2 separate regions of the Mus musculus genome follow, and region 2 is linked to region 1. A link is a contact called in public targeted proximity ligation data. All regions are on one chromosome and are shown on one strand. The core of a region is the stretch at or near the end of the contact, and the rest is flanking DNA. Distances in the headings are between cores, read along the strand shown.

Evidence for each region.
Region 2: a targeted proximity ligation map of microglia shows a contact between it and region 1, with 5 times the contacts expected there. A contact is called at or near these places in 1 of 39 promoter capture datasets (embryonic stem cells), 3 of 484 Hi-C or Micro-C datasets (all in embryonic stem cells) and 5 of 130 datasets of targeted methods (embryonic stem cells and microglia).

The regions. Positions count from the first base shown.
Region 1 is chr19:16,130,649-16,135,306 of GRCm38.p6, forward strand. It overlaps Gnaq (guanine nucleotide binding protein, alpha q polypeptide), which reads left to right and starts at 2,036. Exons shown (of 7, transcript NM_008139.6): 1 at 2,036-2,813. The coding sequence starts at 2,678.
Region 2 is chr19:16,871,147-16,875,804 of GRCm38.p6, forward strand. It overlaps Foxb2 (forkhead box B2), which reads right to left and starts at 2,684. Exons shown (of 1, transcript NM_008023.2): 1 at 1,170-2,684. The coding sequence starts at 2,494. The coding sequence ends at 1,208.

The DNA.
Region 1 (4,658 bases), core at 786-3,285:
ATGAGCCCTGTTCGGTTGCATAATTTAGAGTCTATTCTTCTAGAGCACACTCAACACCACTGTGAGTTTCTGTATGGACTCCATTTGTTTGATGTAAGTCATAGGGACACTTGCTTAGCAAATGCTTTCCAGATCCATCAAAGGTTTATGCTTGGAATTTTCTCTTCCTGTTTCCCTCTTGATGTCCTTATATAACTTTGTCCTGTGCATTGCTGGCATTCCTTACTTCCTGATTTCTTTCCAGTGAGTGATACGTTGATTTTTTTTTTTTTTTTTGTCAATTTAAATATCTGTACCAGGGCATGTCCCTGGGGCTGAGACAGAAGTGACAAACAAAGAGGTCAGTTAAGCAAAATATATTACTGACACTTTAAAGGCACAATTTGTCTCAGGGGCTCCTTAGGAAACCAGACATGAAATGTTGATCGTTTTGTTTTCCAGCTTGTTGTGTCTCTCTAGGACACACACACACACACCCCACCCCCACCCCCACGAGGGGGGGCTGGGTATTACTTGCAATTCTTGCCCAATTCTTCTATTTTACATTTCTGCCTTGGACTCTGAATCTTTAGTATCTAAATATTCATTTTCACAGCTAGTCTACACCAGCTCTGATGGTATTCATATAAAAGGGGTGAGAGGTTCACCTTCTTTGCTTCTTTGCTTCTTTGGCAAGGTATCTTTTTTAAAAGCAGAGTATTACATACAGACTTTACGTCCACAACTCCATCTGAGTCCTGGCATAGAGGCTGAATGTATGCATGCAGTGTATCACGGGGGTGGGGGGGTGGGGGTGGGGGTGGGGGTGGGGGTGGGGGATGGGGTGGGGTGGTGGTGGTGGTGGTGGAGAATAAGGCAAACCAGAGGAGAGACCTTGAAGTCCAAGACTTGTTTCATTCTTAAGTTGCAGCAATGGGTATGATCTTACATTGCAGCCCAGATCAACAGGAGCAGTTTATGAAAAGCATGAAATGTGGAGGCGCCCACTTCTATCTATAAAGTCAGGAAAAATAGTACGATTCTCCTCTTGATGTTTGAGACACACTGAATTGAATGAACCTTTTTTTTTCCCCAATACAACCTTGAATGAACAAGATATTTTCTATTTATTAGTAAACCACCTCAAATTAGAAGTATAAAAACCAAATAGAATTTTGCTCCAATGATACTAGTTTCTTCACTTTCTCCTATTTTATTCTCTCTCCCTCCCCCTTTTCTTTGCTACAAGGTCTCATACTGCTCAGGAAGCAATTCTCCTGCCTCAGCCTGTGGAGTGTGGAGTTTATGGGTGTGAGCCACCATATCTGTCTCTTTCATTTCATTCTGTACTACTTGGCGTTCTCCCAGAAGTCATCCTTAACTGTCACGGTGTAGAAGGGTCAATCCTACATTACCAGACTGTTTAACGTAGTGTGCTGGTAGGAAAACAGAAACCACCTCAGTGACCCGAAAAGTTGGAACGGATCAGGAGGCTCTTGGAAACTTGGGCAGCTTCTTTTTTTCTCTTTAGGATTCAGATTCCTATCTGGAGATAAGGAGGACAGTTCCGTCCACAGATCCCTCAGTAACCCCCAGAGAGCCAGTGACAATCCTTTCTCTTCCCTAGTAAAGAGCATCCCATCTTCTAAGATGGATCTTGGGTCAGAGGCCACTCGAGGCAGCTTCTTCCCAATGGCGTTTTAGAAATAGGAAAGGGCAGCCCGGCTGCAGAGAGGCCCGGAGCGCAGCGCGTGGGCTCCCGGCAGGGCTCCCGCAGCGCCAGCGGCCAGAGGGCAGGCCGAGGCCGCCATATTCTCGCCGACCACGCCCCGGCAGCCCAGCGGCAGCCGAAGGTCGGTGTCCGCCTGCCGGACCCGCTCCAACGGCCGTGACCGCCGCGCCGGAGCTCGCACAGAGGGAGGCGGCCGGCGAGCGGGGCGGGCAGTCGGGGGCGGGGCGAGGAGAGCGCGAGCTGTCCAGGAGGGGCCGCGGTCCCGCCCCTTGCGCTGTGCCCGCCCCCTGCGCCCGTCCTCCTCCTCCTCCTCCCGCCGCCGCCGCCCCCTCCCGGATCTGTGCTCCAGTTCAGAGAAAGGAGAAAATGTGTGTGTGTGGCGAGGGGGAGGGCGAGCACTGAGCAGCCGCGGCGCGCCTGGCAATCGGGCCGGGTGGGCGTCCGGCGGAGGCGGGGGCGGAGGCGGGGAGCGCGCGGCGGCCGGCTGCCCGGTTTGCGAGCGAGCCGAGTGGGCGCGGGCAGGCCGAGGGCGCCCGGAGCCGAGTCAGGCGGCGGCGGCGGCGGCGGCGAGGAGCGGGCGCGCCGGGCGCGCTGAGCCGTCGGCGGTCGCTCGCTGCGGGGCCGCCTCGGTGGATGAGCTCGGGCCGCTGGGCGCACAGCCTTGGGCAGCGTCGGCGGCGGCGCCTGGAGGGCCGCGCGCTCTCCGAGAAGGCGGCGTGTGAGCGCGGCGGGGCGCGGCGGCCTTTCCTCGCGCGTCCCAGGCTCCCGGCCCCGCTCGTTCCCGGCCCGCCTGGGCTGCGGGCCCGGCCGCCTCCTTTACCGCGGCTCCCCTGAGCTCGTCCCTGACGCGCGCCCGGGCGGCGGGGCTCCGCGGCCGCCGCTGCCTCGGGGGAGCGAGGGCGGAGGGCGTGTGTGCGCGCGTGTGAGCAGGGCGCCGGCGGGGCTGCAGCGAGGCACTTCGGAAGAATGACTCTGGAGTCCATCATGGCGTGCTGCCTGAGCGAGGAGGCCAAGGAAGCCCGGAGGATCAACGACGAGATCGAGCGGCAGCTGCGCAGGGACAAGCGCGACGCCCGCCGGGAGCTCAAGCTGCTGCTGCTGGGTGAGTGCGGCCCTTGGGCCCCGGTACCCCCCGCCCCGGCTCGCCGCTGCCCTCCCCACGCGCGTCCCCGGCCGGCACCCGCACCCGCACCCGCGCGCGCGCACCCAGGGGCCGAGGGCCGGGGCTCCCGGGCGCGGATCCGCGGCGTGCGCCTTTGGTGTCAGCTAGGGCCGTGCTCGGTGCACAGCGTCTGCGGGACGGCTGAGCGTCCGCGCGAGCGGCGCGGGTGGGCAATGGCGTGCAGTGCGGTGGTCGGCCAGCGTCCATTGTGGCGCGTTGTGGGGTGGAGAGGGAAGGGTGGAAACGGGGAGCAGACCCCGGTCTGGATTCTGCTAGGAAAGGTGCTGAGGAAGCCTTGGCTGGCGCTCCAATAAACCCGGGTTAACGTACTGGGCAGGGGCGGGGCGGGAAGACTAGCCCAAATGTGCTATACTGTAGCCACCAGGCCACTGACAGGAGTGACCCCAGAGAGTTGCATGGCCAGTGGATGGTGACAGGCGTCTCTATGAACCATTCCTTCCGGATAAAGATGAAGGATCCGGGAGTGTTGTACTGTGTGGTTGTTGACAGCAGACGGGTGTCTTTTGTTTAATGAGGCGACCCAGATGTATGCCTGAATTCACAGCAGTTTCTACTGGAAACCAGCGCAGCCTCTCAGTTACTCTCCTGGAAACAAACAGAAACCTTTTGTTTAAAACGGACATTTTAGTATCTTGCCATCTGGGCTCCAAGAAAAAACGGGAAGAGTGAGAGAAAATTTCCCTCTGATCGCGTTTAAAAAAACAAAACAAAACAAAACAACAACCCAACATTCTCCCTTAACATGAAATTAGCAAGAAAATGCTATTTTCAAATAGGAGCTATATTGATTATTATCTCCGAGAGAGTGTTCGGAATCAAGCGATCAGGGTCCATGTACAAGCTAGCATGACATAACTATTGCTATTGTGGTAGGAAGCAAGAACTGCTTTGCAGGAACAGGCCTGAAAAATGTCTGCACTTGTGTTTATTTGTTACCGCTTCACAAACATTTCTGTAAGAAAAGAATGTTGCATTGTTGGGATTTGAGAAGACACCCCCCCCCCCCCCGTTTTTTTCTTTTCATTTTTCTTTTTTTTGCTATCTGGAGCATTCCATGTGCTGGCTCCAAGAACCCATTACCTTGGGGCCTGGCTTGCTTATCGTCAGGAGCAAAATATCATAATCACACATGGTTCCCAATGCTGTTCCCTTCCCTTAACCAAGGTCTTTATATTGAAATCCAGTTAGGTAAATGTGCACATATAATGTGTTCATAAAGACTAGAAGGCAAGGGGCTGACTAGAAAGATGGGTTTCAGGGGGAATAAGCCAGAGCAATGGGGAAACTGGGTAAGCCTGTCCACCCTCATCATTTCTGTTTCTTCTCAAGGCTGAAAATGGAATGTCTTATCTTTTTTTTTTTTTTTTAATTGAGAAGGGAGAAGCAAGGGCAAGTGGGATAAATATATGTTGATCCAGTATACAATTAAGAGGAAAGACACGTGTTTTAGAGATTTTTCTCTTAGACCTGGCTTTTAATTTTCCTTTGTTTATAGTCTTCATATGTTTGTGTTTAGCTAGGAACAGGGCATTTGAGGTCTCATTGACCAAACTTATTTGCCTGAAATTTGACAGCTCCAGGTTTCCCAGCAGCTATGAGTTAGGTTTGTCAGAGGGCCTAGGTTTACATGCCTGAGAGGGGAATACACTTAGAGAGATGCTTAATTACATGCTGTGTATTTTAATAATATACCATGCTTTAAAAAACGAACGTGGAAGTGATTTCCCGAGGGGGAAACCCCCCCAGTTCTCCAGCTAAGAAAGT
Region 2 (4,658 bases), core at 1,434-3,933, 740 kb after region 1:
AACGAAGCCACAACGCGAACGCAGAGCGGACACAGGCCAGGCGGGGCTTGGAGCCAGGGCCACTCCGCATCCCTCCCTAAGTTTGTTGTTAGTAAAGTGCTGTTCCTGGGTCTCAAAACCCGGGAAGGGAAGGGCAACAGTGAAATTTATTCACACACTGCAATTGAAGAATTCGCCTGAAAAGACACGCAGCGAGCAAAGGTGACCCCTCCTCATTTGTGCAAGAGGAGGTGGGAAAGCGGACAGCCACCAAACACACACCAAACACCACACCCGGCGCGAGCCCCTCTCCTCCAGGAGACAGGCTTCCTCGCACTACTCGCGCTAATGCGCTAATCGGGTAGAGGAGTAAAATTCCGTGATACAAGTGACTTTTTTTTTTTTTAAAAGTCTAAATGGAACTGATCGTGGGAATGAACTCTGTTCTCAGGCTTCGTAACGGTTTCTCATCCGATTGATACACAGAGGAGTCGCAGGTGGAAAGTCGCCTTTATTGTCTCTCTCTGGGGGCTCCCCAAACTTTACTTTTGGAATCTGGAGCTTTGCTCTTTAAGCCTCCGCCTTTCTCTTTTGTGCGAACTAATTACTTTAGCTGTCCCTACTATCCTCCTCGACCCCGGGTCACAGCCACGAAATGTAACCGTTTCTCAAAGAACCCACTAACCCCCTCTGTACCCCCCGCCCCCGCCGTAACAGCGAGTTTATTCCCGGTGTCGTTTTCTTGTCCATTTTCCTGACCACGGAAATAATGAGACAAAACATGCTCCTTCCCTTACCATCGAAGGCAAGTTTTCCTCAAAAGGCAGGCGGCTGCGGACTCCGGGGGACTGAAGCCTGGGCTCTGAAGTCCATTTCTGTCACTCTGTTGGGCTTCTCCCGGATTAGGTCGTCCAGGTCCTGCTCCAGAAAAGAGGTGAACCCTACTTCCTCTTTGCCTAAAATTAGTTTTCACTGACCACGTTTGCTCCTCTCTCCCATAACTTACCGACTTTTATTACAATAGAAACTCTTACCTGAAAATGGGCTTTCATTAATTAATCTGATTTACAAGATAGTATAAACACAGACACCAGGAAGTTACATTTATTCAGACCAGTGCAGCATTTAGCTCAATGCCAAGTTTGCTGACCTTCCTGGAGCACCCTCTCGGTCTGGGACCATTGTCTCAGTCTCTCGACAGGCGCCTTCTCACCGGTCGCGGGGTCCCCTAAGAATGCACCAACACCGAGTGTAGGGAGCTCCCCTTGCTGTCAGCCCTGCCGGCTGCGGTGGGCTCCAAGAGAGGGGCTGTGGGTGAGGCGGCGGCCGCGCACACGGTGGAGGGAGCAGGCAGCTGCTGCGACGCCGTGGGGACAGACAACGCCGGCGGCAGCGTGGTCACGGGTGGTAGCGCAGGCGTGGGCTTGATGGGCACCGGTACAGCTGGCAGGCTCTGGTTTGCCGAGTGGCACAGAGCCTTGACTGGCACCCCGAATGCCCCATACTCCGGGCCTACCGGGACCCCAGCTGCGGCGGCAGCAGCGGCAGCCGCGGCTACCGAATCCATCACGCCAACATGAGGCCACACGGAGCCGACAACATTGCTGAGCTGGCCCGGCACGGGGTAGCCCAAGTGGTGCATGACCGACGCCAAAGGCAACCCTCCAGCCTGCAGCACGCCCTTGTAGTCCCGCCCGATGATGTTCTCTATGGCGAACGGATGTTTGAAGCCTGTGGTGGACGCGGCGGCTGCAGCGGCGGCGGCGGCGGCCGAGCCCAGCCCGTAGGGTGGGAACTGAGACAGACGCCCCACGCTGCCCACCGCTGCGGCCGCCGCCGCTGCTGCGGCCGCCGCCACGGCCGCCGCCTCCTGCATCTTGCCGGGATGGGACGTCTGCGGAGGCTGCGACTGCGGCTGTGGCTGCTGCGCGGGCTGCGACGGGAGGTGTGGAGGCTGCGGAGCCGGAGCCGGCTGCTGGTGGAAATAGGGCACCATGTGCGGCGGCGGCGGCGGGGGCGGCTGCGGCGGGTGGTGATGGTGGTGATGGTGTGCGGCGTGGTGGTGATGGTGGTGGTGGTGGTGTGCGTGGTGGGGATGGTGGGGATGCAGGTGACCTCCTGGCCCCGTGCCGGGCGCGCCCTTGCTGCTTCCTGAGTGTAGGTGAGCGTGGTCTGCGCGTAGCACCTTGAAGCGCTTGCGGCGCCGCAGGAAGCTGCCGTTCTCGAACATGTCACCGCAGTCAGGGTGTAGCGCCCAGAAGCTGCCCTTACCGGGTTGGTCCGGCCTCCGAGGGATCTTGATGAAACAGTCGTTGAAGGAGAGGTTGTGGCGCAGGCTGTTCTGCCAGCGCTGCGTGTGCTCGCGGTAGTAGGGGAAGCGCTCCATGATGAACTTGTAGATGTCGCTCAGAGGCAGCATCTTCTCAGCCGAATGCTGGATGGCCATGGCGGTCAGTGAGATGTAAGAGTAGGGCGGCTTTTGGTCGCTGTAGGAACTCTTCCCTGGCCGTGGCATCTTCCCAGGCTCTTCCACTTCCGTCCGGCCCACAGTGGGCCTTAACGCCTCTCGGAAAGCCGGATACCAGGCTTAAGTGTCCCCACTAATTCTCTCTCCACCTGCGCAGCCTGATCCCCAGCTTTCTTGGTCCCCAGACCCCTTTTGCCTTGGTCCTCCTCCTTCGGGGAGCTGCCCCGGGTCCCCGCAATTGGCTTTTTGAGCCAATACAGTTTTATGGCGCTCACAACTTCTGGTCTTGACTGTCGTGGGCAGGCCCTCACAGTAGCCAGAGAGACTCGCCAGCTTTACCTTGCTTTTCTCCGTCTCGTCCTCCTCTTGGATGACTAGACTTGAGCTCTGGAGCGAAAGGCTGTGGAATGAGTTTCTTTTTGGTCTCTTTTCCCTTTATCGGTACAAAGGCAGCTCAGATCAAACCAACTGGATAATGAAGACTGGCTTTTTAAGCTCGAGTCCACACTAGCTGTCCCGAGGCCACTGGTGACCGATCTTTCGACCCTGGAAGCTGACCTGGTACTGGGTCTGTCCGCGCTGGAGTTCAAATCTTACAAAAAGGGGTAGACAGGGTAAGAAGAGAGAGAGGGAGCGCGCACTTTCCTATCCGCTACTGTACGTACGTACCCTCTTTTTTCAGGAGATCTGCAGGCAAGCTGAAAATGGAAGAGGCACCGAGCTCTAGGTGGTGGTTCCAAGAAAAAAGTTTGGTGCTGTCTACAGCAGCGGCGCCCACCGTCAGGCTCTATGGAGGGGACGGTGTCAGAACTCCCGGAGCTAGCCGCAGGCTGCAGGGGGCGTCTGCGTAGACAGGCTAGGACCCGGCTCGCCCGGTCCGAACAGCCGTCTGAGCTGCAGCTGCAGCCGCTCTGCCCCGCGGGTTTTGAGAAGACGCGCTGCTGTGGCAGCGACGCGCTCTCCTGGCTGCGTTTTGTAATGGTCCCCGAGACGCCGAGACCCCTGCAGCTTGCGCTTCGAGACTATCACATGACCGAGGCTGAGGGACTCCGCCGCCGCCGCCTCCACAGCCTCTTCTTTTGCTGAAGAAGGGGCAAGAAGGCACAATTTCTCGTCTCCGCCCCTTCTCCATTTCCACTGGTCACCCCGACCCTTCGCTTTCACTTCCCGCTTGCCAGCCCAGGCTTCAGCCGTCTGACCACTGAGAAGGGGTCACTGTCTAGTTGTGGGGGTCTGCTGTTCCACAGCAAGGGGGCACGGCACTGCTTTCTCACCCGTCAGGTCTTGCATAGCTCTCTCCCTTTATCATTCAGTCTTTTCACCCACTCTCCCTTAGTTTCCCGGTGGCCTAGCCATTTAGGTCTCCAGTTTGGAGCACCTTTGTCTCCAGCTCCTTTTCTCTTGGAGAAACAGAGACGCCCAGAGGGTTGTAAGTGGAAACCAATAGAAAGAAGAGCTGGGGCCTACAGATCGGCCCATTTTTTGGCAGGTTCAGCGAGGCACGAATTGCTCTTTGCACCCCAGAACCTTGATTTAGGGGGCAGAAAGATAATAGGCAGGGAATTAGGAGGCAAGAAGCTTGGCGGGTGGAGAAACTCCAACACGTCTTCCTGAAAGGGGCGGACAGACGGCGTGAGGTCTCTTTGGGGTGGCGATATTAGAGGCAGGGGAAAGAATGAGGAGTTGGGAGTCGAGGGGCTCCGTTACCTAACTGTGCAGCACTCTCCTCACCAAGGGAGGAATACCATTAAAATCACTCTGGAAGCCTTGGTGTGACCTGTAAGGGAGCAGGGGCTGAGCCAGGGGTAAAGGTCCCCTACCACCCCCCACCCCCACTTGGATGAAGCACTCATCCTGGAAATGGCAATGCGTATTCAAAGAACTTAAAATCTCATTCTGGTTGGCTACGTTTGACCCCAAGCTGGCAGGGAAAGAAGCATTTAGAAACAACCATATTCTCTATTCCCGTCTCGGGATCTCACTTTCAGTATTTTTCCTGTAGTTGGAAAATTTCAGAGTTCTTTCCAGTTCCCTCACTTGAGAGCAGTTAAAGGCAGCAGGTGCCTCAGATTTTAATTTCTTCTCTGCTAAGCATAAGTCCTAAATCTTGGCTCAGTGGCTAGAAAGGCTACGTACGGGTCCAAGGAAATCAGGATTTTGGTAAGTGGTAAAATGGGCGCGGGTGTGTGGGTCCTTACTTGGTTTCTAGGTA